Linked DNA regions of Mus musculus: regions 2 and 3 are each linked to region 1. A link is a contact called in public HiChIP or PLAC-seq data. All regions are on one chromosome and are shown on one strand. The core of a region is the stretch at or near the end of the contact, and the rest is flanking DNA. Distances in the headings are between cores, read along the strand shown.

Region 1 (3,276 bases), core at 358-2,857:
CCAGGTCCTCTGAAAGAGCAACAAGTACTCTTAATCACTGAGCCATCTCTCCAGCCCCAAGTTAATCTTTAAATTTAAAATAGTGTCTCTGAACTTCTTTGGTATTTGAATTTGTATCTCATTATCTTTTACACTAGAAATCTTTGAAGAAAGTAACATTAAAATGTTTGTACTACAATATATGTAACTTCAAAACCATAGCAACAATGTTATAACTACAAATCACTTAGTGAAACTGAGTGATTCTTAGGTATCTAGGACAGAGCCCTCTGTAGGCACAGAGCCAGAGCATGAAATTCAAACACTGCAGCTATATTCTTTCTTTTGTGTATCTTTCAGTTCCGCTATCAATTTTAATTTGAATTGATTCCTTTCAATTTGTTTTGGACTCTGGAGGGATTTTCTTGTTTTACCTATTCGTTTCATAAGTTTTGAAAACTCACAAGTCTTGCTGTTTCTACCTTTATCTCCTACAGCCATTACCCTCTTTTGAGTAACTATTAAGTTTCTGCAATATTCTTCCATTTTCTCGATATGTGCCTACATATATGTGTATATGTATTTCTACACCTTGCTTTATTCACTCAAGCCAGGACTCATTCCAAAGTAACACATAACTATTAATGTCTGCATCCTCACCAGGAAACAGGATTTCAATGTATATTTCCATTATAAACAAAGTTGATCCTCCTTCTATGGAATATTTTAAGGATCTGTGAACCATCTGTTCACGTCCTTCTCCATTTTCTTTAGTTTTCCAAGGACCCTGCGATGTAAACTACCTAGTGGTGGCATCTGGTCTCTACTGTAACTGTATCCTTATAAATGATCTCAGGCAGGGCACCTACGCTGGGGATTAACCGGGCTCATAAAACCGACTAAGCCTAAATATGACTGTCCCATCTGGGAAGTGCTGAAGAGACTGCCGAGCACCGCTGTTCTTGCTAGAGTACTCCAGAACCCTCACCCGGCTGCCTTCCCGGGGCTTCCAGTCTGCCCACACGCGCAGCCTCCTGGCTCCTCGACTCAAACCCAAAGACGCCCCGGGGCAAAGCCGGCGGCCCCAAGAACGGCGACGGCTTCTAAGTCCCCCTCCCCCGCCCCCAACTTAAAACGAGGGGCGCTTAAGCATGAAGCCGCTGTCTCCCCGTTCCGGCACGATGCGCGGAAGCATCCTGAGCTGTGAGACTGCCTGGAAGAGCCAATCACGCGCTTGTCGGCTCGGATTCCTCCGCCCAGGCCGCGCAGCAGCCGCAGGTGGCCCCGCCGAGCTTGTCCGGCAGCGGCCGTCGTCCCGAGATGCCTCGCGGGTGACCTCCGACCTCGCGGGCCCGCCCTTCTCTCCGGCCGCTTCCCTTCCCAGCCCCGCTGAGCTTGCAGAGCCCCGACGGGGCCGGTGCGGGCTTCCGCGGACTGTCTCCGTGCGGCGGCGGCGTAGTGCCGCTGCCTCTCCGCGCCCCGAGGTCCCGAGCGGGGCCGAGCCGGCCGCCCCTCGCCCCTTCTCTCCAGAGGCGCCCGGCGCGGTGACCGAGGAGGCGCCCGAGAGGCGCGTCTCGGGTGAGTGGGCCACGGGCGGGGTCTCCGCGGCGCGCTCGGGGCGGGGCGCAGTCCGGGCGGGGCGGGGCCGGCGGCAGGGCCGGCTTTCCTCCCTCAGCGCCATTTTGTGGCTGCGAGACCCGCAAATAAAGGTTCTCGCCAGCGCTGCGGCGGGAGGAGCGCGGGGGGGCCGGCGGCGGCGCGGCCTCGGCCTGTGTGACTGGCGGCGCCCGCGCAGCCTCGGGCTGGGAAGGTAGGTGCAGCCCGCAGCGGGAATGGCCACGAGGGCCTGTGGGGCCGGGGAGCGAGGCGCGGCCGCCCTAGACCCGGGGAAATGCACTCCGGGCCGGAAGGGCGACCGGGCCTGCGGCCGTGCAGGTTTCCCGTTAGGCAGAGCGGTTTGCTGCCCGTGGGGATCCTTGCACCGCTTCGCGGCCATTCTACTTCCGTCCCTGACGGCAGGGGACAGGGCGGGCGTTCCCGCGGCCGGGGAGGCGGGGAGGCCGGAGGCCGCCCTCTCGGGGCTGACTGGCCATGCCGGTCCTTTCCCCGCCTCTGTCGCCCCCTCCCACCTTCCAGGGTTCGTCACCGGGGACCCAGAGGTACCCACAGTTCTGTATGGCACAAGTGAAGCATTCTGTTTTGTTTTTTGGGTTTTTTTTTTGTTAAAAACAATTCCGTACCACGTAGTAGCTTGTCTTTGCAACCACGTTCACCTGTGGACTTCCATTTTTACATAAGTGCATGCATTGTGAGAGTAGTTCTTTTTTTTTTTTTTTTTTGACAGCTTAGTGGAATTTTTCGTGAACTTCTAGTCTAGTTTTGGATTTCTGTATGGCTGATTTGACCGTATTTAAAATTGTTTTGCATAAGACAGCGGGTGCACGGTAGAACAAGACCTAAGTTTTCCTCTCTGTGTACATGTTTTATGGGCGTGGGGGGCGGCTAGGCCTTGTGCATGCACGCTAGGCCAGCCTTCTGCCGTTCAGCAATTCCCCGAGCCCACAGTTCTTGGTTTGAGAATGAGGAAGTCAGTTAATTTGACCCCAAAGGACTAAGAATACACTGTAAGCTGGTTGTAAAGATCGGTGAGCCTGTTAAAGCTTCAAGGAGCATGTTATAATCCTCTACGTTTTATTTACGCCTTTTTCATCGTTTTCACGCTCTACCCTAGCCTTTTCATTTAGTTAATTTTATTGTTTGGAAAGATAGGTGGAAGTCACAGATCAGTTACTACAAATTCTACCTTTCTTTCCCTTTAGCTTATGTTTGAGCTTTGGGACTGGAGAGTTGGCTCAGCAGTTTCTCTTCCAGCACCGGAATGATGGCTCTTGACCATCCTTAACTCTTGTTCTGGAATTTTGACTTCCCACTTCTGACCTCAGTGGGTGGCATCAGGCGTGCACGTGATGCACATATATACGTGCAAAACATTCATAAAACATTTTTAAATGCGGTCTGGAGAGAGATGGTTCAGCGGTTAAGAGAACTGACTGCTCTTCCAAAGGCCTGAGTTCAAATCCCAGCAACCACATGGTAGCTCACAACCACCCATAAAGAGATCTGAAGCCCTCTTCTGGTGTATCTGAAGACAGCTACAGTGTACTTACCATATAATAAATTTAAAAATTTTTTAAATGCCTTTTTTTTAAACGCTTTTTTTTCTTTTAAACCAAGCATCATGTTTTCTTATAGGTAAACATGTAGACGATTTGAAACTATTGAAAACAGACATTTTTG
Region 2 (3,276 bases), core at 378-2,877, 250 kb after region 1:
CAGTCCCTTGCCCAGATTTGCGCTGAACCCTAGCACAACTAGGCAACATAACATGAAACCTGAATCCACTCGAAATGCGCTCTGAGGGTCCAACCCTTTGAACTCTCCCTTTGTATAGAATATGGCACCTTCATGTGCCCCTGAGCACAGCCTGGATAGTGCAGAGCCCTCTGAATCCTCCTGTCCGCTAGTGGGGCACCTTCATTTGCATGGCCAATGAGGAACCCTAATCTTGCGCAGGAGTGTGGCACCCTCATGCATAGCCAGGATAGCGCCAAACCCTGCCCTTCCCTCCGTCTCCTGCAACGCGGCACTTTTGAGCTTGCCTCTCTTGCAACGTGGCACTTTTGAGTTCATCTCTCCTGTAACATGGCACTTTTGAGCGTTGGCCCTGATCACAGAACCCTTCGAATCCTCCCCTTGTGCAGTTTGCACCCTCAGGATACCTCGGAATCCTCCGAGCCGTCTCTTCCCCTCCCCTCGCGCAACTTGGCATAACCAGAATCACAGCCCAACCGGAATCGCATTAAAACCCTCCGAACCTTTGGGCAGCGCGGCACCGGGGCTCACGCAGTGCCGCGGAACCCTCGGAACCCTGCCCTTGTGCAGCTTCGCACCCTCAGGATAGCTCGGAACCCTCTGAGCTTTCCCTTCCCTTTCCCTCACCGCAACTCAGCACAACCAAGGATCACGGCACAACCGGAATTGCTCCGAACCCTCGGGCAGCACTGCGGCGCAGTGCCGCGGAACCCTCTAAACCCTCCGAATCCCCTCCTTGTGCAGCTTTTCACCCTTAGCCTCTCTCGCAACTCGGCACAACCAGAATCGCAGCACAATTGGAGTTGTGCTAAAATCCTCTGAACGGGGGGGGGGGGGGGGGGCAGCGCACACGCCAGCACCCTGGCTCGCGCAGTGCCGCGGAACCCACCGAACCTTCCCCCTGCCCCGCAAACCGCGGATCAGGTCGTGTAGAAATCCTCCGATCTCCACCCCCCCCCCCAACTCTCCAGCAGCGTGGTGCCCTAGCGCGAACCCCTGCTCCCCTTGCGCAGCGTGGCACCCTCGTGCTCTAGATCGCCCGTAAACCCCCCCCCCCCCCAGTGCAGCAGTCGGCCCGCGCTGGACGCCCCCCTCCCTTCTCCTCTTGCTGACGCGGCATGGCGGCAGCGCGGCTTTCGGCTTTCTACCGGCCCTATCGGCCCTCGTGTAGTTCAGAACACTGGTGAGCAGTGGGGCACCCTAGTGCTGAGTTTTCTTGTAGCCCAGAAATCTTCACCCTAGCGCTGAATCTCGCGTAGGGGAACCTTTGAGCGGCCTGGAACTCTTGGTCGGAGCCCTCGAGCTGCCGGATCAGTGGAACCCTCACCTCGCGTAGAGCCCTTCCCTCCTGTGGAACCCTTCCTTTGCGGAATCCTCTAACGCGTGGAATCCTCCCCTTGCAACGGAATCCTACCCTCATCTGCAGAATCCTCCCCTCGCATTGCCGCGCTTCACGCGGGGAACCCTAGCTTACCTCAGTTCCCCAGGATGTCTGCGTGGTAACTGGCGGTGCTGTGCTTCTTGCTGCCCGCTAGAGCAAGGAGGGATAGATATAATGTTGAAGCCTCGGCAGGGGGTGGAGATTATTAAGTTCCGCCCCAACTGTGTCACTTAATCCCCCCTGCTCAGCCCAACCTCACCAGGCTTTGGCTCCTCCTCTTGCTCCAGCCTGGAGCCTGTGTTTTAGATGGCCTTACAGTCCTGGAAGTGTTTCTATAAATTGCCTGCTGAGCAGGTCAGAAAGATTTAGAGGAACACCAGAGAGACCAGATATTTCAAGCAGACTTGAATAACAGATATTACGGTTATGTTTCTTCTTCTTCTTTTTAAAAGCTGTTGTCTAATTGAGTAGTCCTTGCTTGTCTTGAACCCCGAGAGAGATACACTTCTCTTAGTCTTTCCATTGCTTGGATGCAGAGTATGCAGTGCCACTCCTGTGAAGGTTTTCCTGACCACCAAGCCACCAAAAGCATAGTTTTACAGGACATAAACAGGCAGTTCTCTTCCACACAACTCAGTTGCCAGTATTGGTTCAAAATTTGAGACTTACAGTTTATTTTAGGCACATTTAAGCAAAGCACAATTAAAAAAAAGTTCTCTGGTTTTAATTAACTCCATCCCATGTGTTCAATAAATCTTTACTTATGACTACATTGATTCTTTTGTGAGGTTCAAGTGAGTCTTCTGTATAGATAGATTCTATAGATTAAGGAAGTAGGCTCATGGGAGGAGTCTGGGGGAAGCAGGCTCATGGGAGGGGTCTGGGGCAGCTGCTGTGGCCTGGCCTTACAGAAATAGCACAGAGGTCACCAGGCTATTAACCACCCCTGCCCCCAGCCTCCTGGGCTGGAAACAGGTTATCTACTCTCCCTTTGAAGAGACAACCCTGCGTGTTTAACATTCCTGGCTTGCCTAGTGCTTATCTGTGAGAAAAGAGCCTACGTGCTTTTATGTTTGTTCATTGTGTGTTCATTCTTATCCTCTCCAAACAGGTGACTCACTTTTGAGAAGTTCAGCCAGATCACTCCTGGAATTCAACACCACTATGGGCTGCCAGCCTTCAGATTCACAGCACAGAATCCAGACTAGCATTACATTTCTGTGTGGGAAGACCCTGGTGAGTGGGGCCCTCTTCAAGCTCTTTGTTAAGAACATTTTCCCCTTCTGGTGTTCTTGTTACAGGAATTCTGATCCTGGAGGACTAAATGGTCAATTTCCCCCTCCCCCCAATTTATATTCACATCACGTCACTACCACCCAGAACCACCAACTAAATGTGTCTTAAAGATGGTGAGAATTGGAGTGAAACTTGAGTTAGGATGAATGTTAATTTTAGACCAACCTATAACCACACTATTGTGCAAATTGAGATCTTAAAGTCTGTTTGTGGCAGCATGAACCATGGAGGTCATGTTGCAGAGCAAGCTAGCTGCTGATTTACTTCTGTTGATTGTTCTTAAGAGCTTGGTGTTTACTGTAGGAGAAACAGGACTTGGAGGTGAACACCTTGGTCTTTCTCATGGGCTGGGGAAGGTAGAAGTTAACTGTTGCTCTGCAGGGGTTAACTAGAGTTAACTGGTCTGGTTGCCAGAAGGGGCTGTCTGGGGTGGGATCTGGTGCCTCTGCCCAGGCTCTGCTGCTCGTGGGCTCCTCGGGGACCTCCTTACAGGATGGATGAAGTCATACTTTCTGGCCCTGATTTTGCTGTTTTTTGGTTCAGAGACCATTTGGCTCTTG
Region 3 (3,276 bases), core at 553-3,052, 200 kb after region 1:
TACGTGGCTAGGAGCCTCCAGGAAGAGGGCTCCCTTGTTGTGATTGAATAGTATCGAAGCTGTTTTGTGTCTAGTTGTTAACATGTGTCTGCTTGCTTTCACCTAACATTCCAGCGCTGAGAAAGGCCCAAGTCCCATCAGTCTTGGCAGAATCTGTTCAAGATGCTTTCCTCATTTAGTAGTGAGAAAGGGTTGGGTGGAGGCCAAGGTCACTGGGAGACTCTCCCCTGGTGCTTGAGAGAGCTTCCTGCCAAGATTTCCTATCCCCTTTGGTGGCAGATTTGCTGTGGGAACAACCTCACCATCTGTACGGAGCCTGCAGATAGAAAACACACAGGACATGTGGGCCTCCCTGCCCCAGGCCTGCACGAGCTGTAATCGACACCCCTGTTGCCTGCTCTTGGGAAACAGGAAGTCTGAAGGAGTGCTTGTGGTTCCACTGGGCATTTCAGCAGCTCCGGGACAGAACCACTTAAACAGTCAAATGCAGCTCCCAGGTGCAGAGCAAAGTGGCAATCGGCAATAGCTGCTTGCAGGAACCATTTAGTACATAGCGATTTCAAAAAAAAAAAAAAAAAAAAAATCTTGGGGATGGAGAGATGGCTCAGCAGCTGCGAACACTTGCTGCCTTTGTAGAGGGTGTGCACATTAGCTTCCCAGGACCTATGCAGTGCCTCTCAGTGGCTTGCAACTCCATTTCCAGGAGCTCTGAAGCCCCCTTCTGGCTTCTATGGTCACTGTGCAAAGGTGGTTGGTGCTCATAACCCCCCAGAGGCTCACACACATAGTCAATGAATAGTTATTTTAAAAAAAAAAAACAATAGAACATTGTCTTTCTTTTCCCCCCATGAAACTGTCTATAGGTCTGTTGTGGTGGAACTATTCCACCCTTGCTTGTTGAGGAAATCATTTTTAAGAGGAATGAAGACAGGCCGAACTCATGTAGACCCAACCAGAAGAATGTATTATAAGGATTATGGGTAAAGTTTAATTGGAAGAGTGCTGACCAGGCTTGCATGTACCACATAAACCAGGAATGGTGGTACATGCCTATAATGTCAGCACTTGGGAAGTGGAGACAGGAGGTTAGAGGTTCGAGGTACCTCTTACTACATAGCAAGTTTGAGGCCAGTTCAGGTTACTTGAGACTCTATCAAAAAAAAAAAAAAAAAATCCCAAAGGCAAGATGGTGAACAATATGGAAAAAAAGAGAATTTTCTGCCTGAAGCGATGAACAAAGTCCACGGACTCTCACAATAGCAAGGTATGCCATTCAGGGTTTAGGTTTTTTTTGTTTTGTTTTGGTTTGGTTTTTTTTTTGTTGTTGTTGTTTTGTTTTTGTTTTTATTTTTACTTCAGAAAAATACCAGGATTGAATCAATCCAACGGGGGAAAAGTTTACTTTTGCATCCTGCTTAGGACTGTTCTTCCAAGGTCTTGCTGGGTACCAGGATGACTTATCTGAGCGTCTACACTGTTGTGTGGCAAGCCTGAGACACAGCTGATGGAGATAAGAACTGTAAACGTGTCAAAATGGAGGAAGGGATGAGTGAGCTGGTGGGACGGAAGAAAAGTGGATCAGAAAGAGGATTCCCTTGAGCCACCCCCTCCCCCATTCTGTTGTTAATCTGACATGGGTGAACCTAGGCTAGCATGGCCCCCTCTGTGGGGGACCAAGGCTAGTGACACAGGTCCTGTGCCCTGATCCTGGCTCTCATCCTGCAGTCTCACAGGCTGGATGCCTTGTCACTTTGCCTGTTCAAGGTTCAGCACGTGCCTCTCCAGATGGCCACACCCTGCCCAACCCTTGAACTGTGTTCCAGAGCCAACAGAACTGTGTAAACAAGAGCAGCTGGCAGGCTCCTGCTTCTCATGGTTTCTGCTCTGAGATGAGTTTTCTAAAACGCCTCTGGAGTCCAATAGTCCTGGATGTGACTCCAGACTCCTCCGCTTCCTTATTCTACGTTTTAGGCAAGCGGCTCAAACTTCTTGGCATTGTCGGTGCTAATTGTTGGTCCCTGAAAGGTTTCATCGACTGTCAACCCCCAGGCTACAGATTGCTGATACCATGTAGATTTGGACAAACTGAATTGGAGTTGTGATTTGTAATTCATCCCTGGTTATAGGATGGTTGCAAGCAATACAAGTTATGAAATATTATACTGATTTACTTCCTTTTCAAAATTCCCATCACTGTGTATCTAGGTCATCATGGAAAGAGTAAAACAAAAAAAGAAAAGAAATAGAAAAAAATACTGCTTTTTTTTCCTGCTAAACCTCTTTGGTGGGGCTATGTATTTTGACTTTATACTTAGCATGTATTATTATTATTATTATGAGTTATAGCTCCAGCTAGCCTGGTTCTTGCTATATAGACCAGGCTGGATTTAGACTTGTAGCCATTCTCCTGTCTCAGCCTTGCGAGGGCTCTGGTTATAGTGACCTGGCATACTGGCCTATCTAACTTTTTTGGTTATAGTGATCTGGCATACTGGCCTATCTAACTTTTCTGGTTATAGTGATCTGGCATACTGGCCTGTCTAACTGTTTTAGCTTAATAAACCACCTCAGTCTCTTGGAGTTTGGATTCCATTTGTTCCTTAAGCATTCACATGTCGGGGGTTTAGTCCTTAGCATGGTGACTTTAAGATGTGATGGTATCTACAGGAGGTAGAACCTGGCCTCAGGGGTTGGGGGATGTAGCGCTCAGGAAGGAAGGAATGGATGTGGGGCCCGTGATACCCTGGTTGGGCTCTTGAGAGAGTGTTTTTATAAAGGTACATGCCTGGGCCTGTCTCTCAGGCTTCCTGTCTGGCTAGCTCCGACACACTCTTTCCATGATGTCATCCACAATGGGAGAGAGGGAAAAGAATCTTTGAAAGAGCCAACATTATGCTGGAAGAAATTTGATAGTCAAACTTGGACGTAGTGGCTTGGGCCTGTAATCCCAGCACCCAGGAGGCTGAGGTAAGAGACCAGTGAGCTAGAGGCCAGTGTGTGTGAGAGGAAATGAAAGAGGGAGGGGAAAAAGAAAAGAAGAGGCCCAGAGAGAGAGACTTGTAGTTTTCTCACAGTTTTCTTCCTTTTCTTTCTACTAAGTTATTTCTTATGTAGCTTGGGAATTTCAAGCAAACTGAACCAAGAATTTACAACTGAAAAAAGATACTATGGAAGAGAGATGAAAGGCTTGCATTTCCCTGGAATCCGTGTGCCAGGGGCATGTGCCTGCTGATTATTTCAGTGGCAAGCCTTTTAATTAGCAGGCGACGGTCACAT

Evidence for each region. HiChIP or PLAC-seq counts read pairs in DNA pulled down with a chosen protein or histone mark.
Region 2: an HNF4G HiChIP or PLAC-seq map of pancreatic cancer cells shows a contact between it and region 1. The contact joins the promoter of Airn here to the promoter of Wtap in region 1. A contact is called at or near these places in 1 of 39 promoter capture datasets (cranial neural crest), 1 of 484 Hi-C or Micro-C datasets (Th1 cells), 7 of 115 datasets of contacts at active chromatin or transcription factors (CD8 T cells, bone marrow-derived dendritic cells, effector CD8 T cells and 4 more) and 3 of 9 other capture datasets (adipose tissue, liver and pancreatic islet).
Region 3: a contact with region 1 is called in a FOXA1 HiChIP or PLAC-seq map of pancreatic cancer cells. The contact joins the enhancer-like site here to the promoter of Wtap in region 1. A contact is called at or near these places in 1 of 39 promoter capture datasets (hippocampal neurons), 4 of 484 Hi-C or Micro-C datasets (the N1E-115 cell line, cerebral cortex and cortical neurons), 5 of 115 datasets of contacts at active chromatin or transcription factors (the 230-238 cell line, craniofacial prominence, effector CD8 T cells and 2 more) and 3 of 9 other capture datasets (adipose tissue, liver and pancreatic islet).

What each region holds. Positions count from the first base shown.
Region 1 is chr17:12,990,590-12,993,865 of GRCm38.p6, reverse strand. It overlaps Wtap (Wilms tumour 1-associating protein), which reads left to right and starts at 1,607. Exons shown (of 8, transcript NM_001113533.1): 1 at 1,607-1,789.
Region 2 is chr17:12,739,662-12,742,937 of GRCm38.p6, reverse strand. Airn (antisense Igf2r RNA) reads right to left here and starts at 1,627. Exons shown (of 3, transcript NR_027773.1): 1 at 1,514-1,627. Igf2r (insulin-like growth factor 2 receptor) reads left to right here. Exons shown (of 48, transcript NM_010515.2): 3 at 2,532-2,656.
Region 3 is chr17:12,791,222-12,794,497 of GRCm38.p6, reverse strand. The region is part of intron 1 of Airn (antisense Igf2r RNA); the gene reads right to left. Among named protein-coding and RNA genes, the nearest start is that of Igf2r, 23 kb to the right of the region's middle. RefSeq lists an enhancer at 1,428-3,276. Within about 2 kb of position 1,802, at least 161 of the 459 cell types and tissues checked have an H3K27ac peak or open chromatin away from gene starts, as enhancers often do. A contact at or near this core is called in the N1E-115 cell line, adipose tissue, pancreatic cancer cells and 1 more, where this site is marked.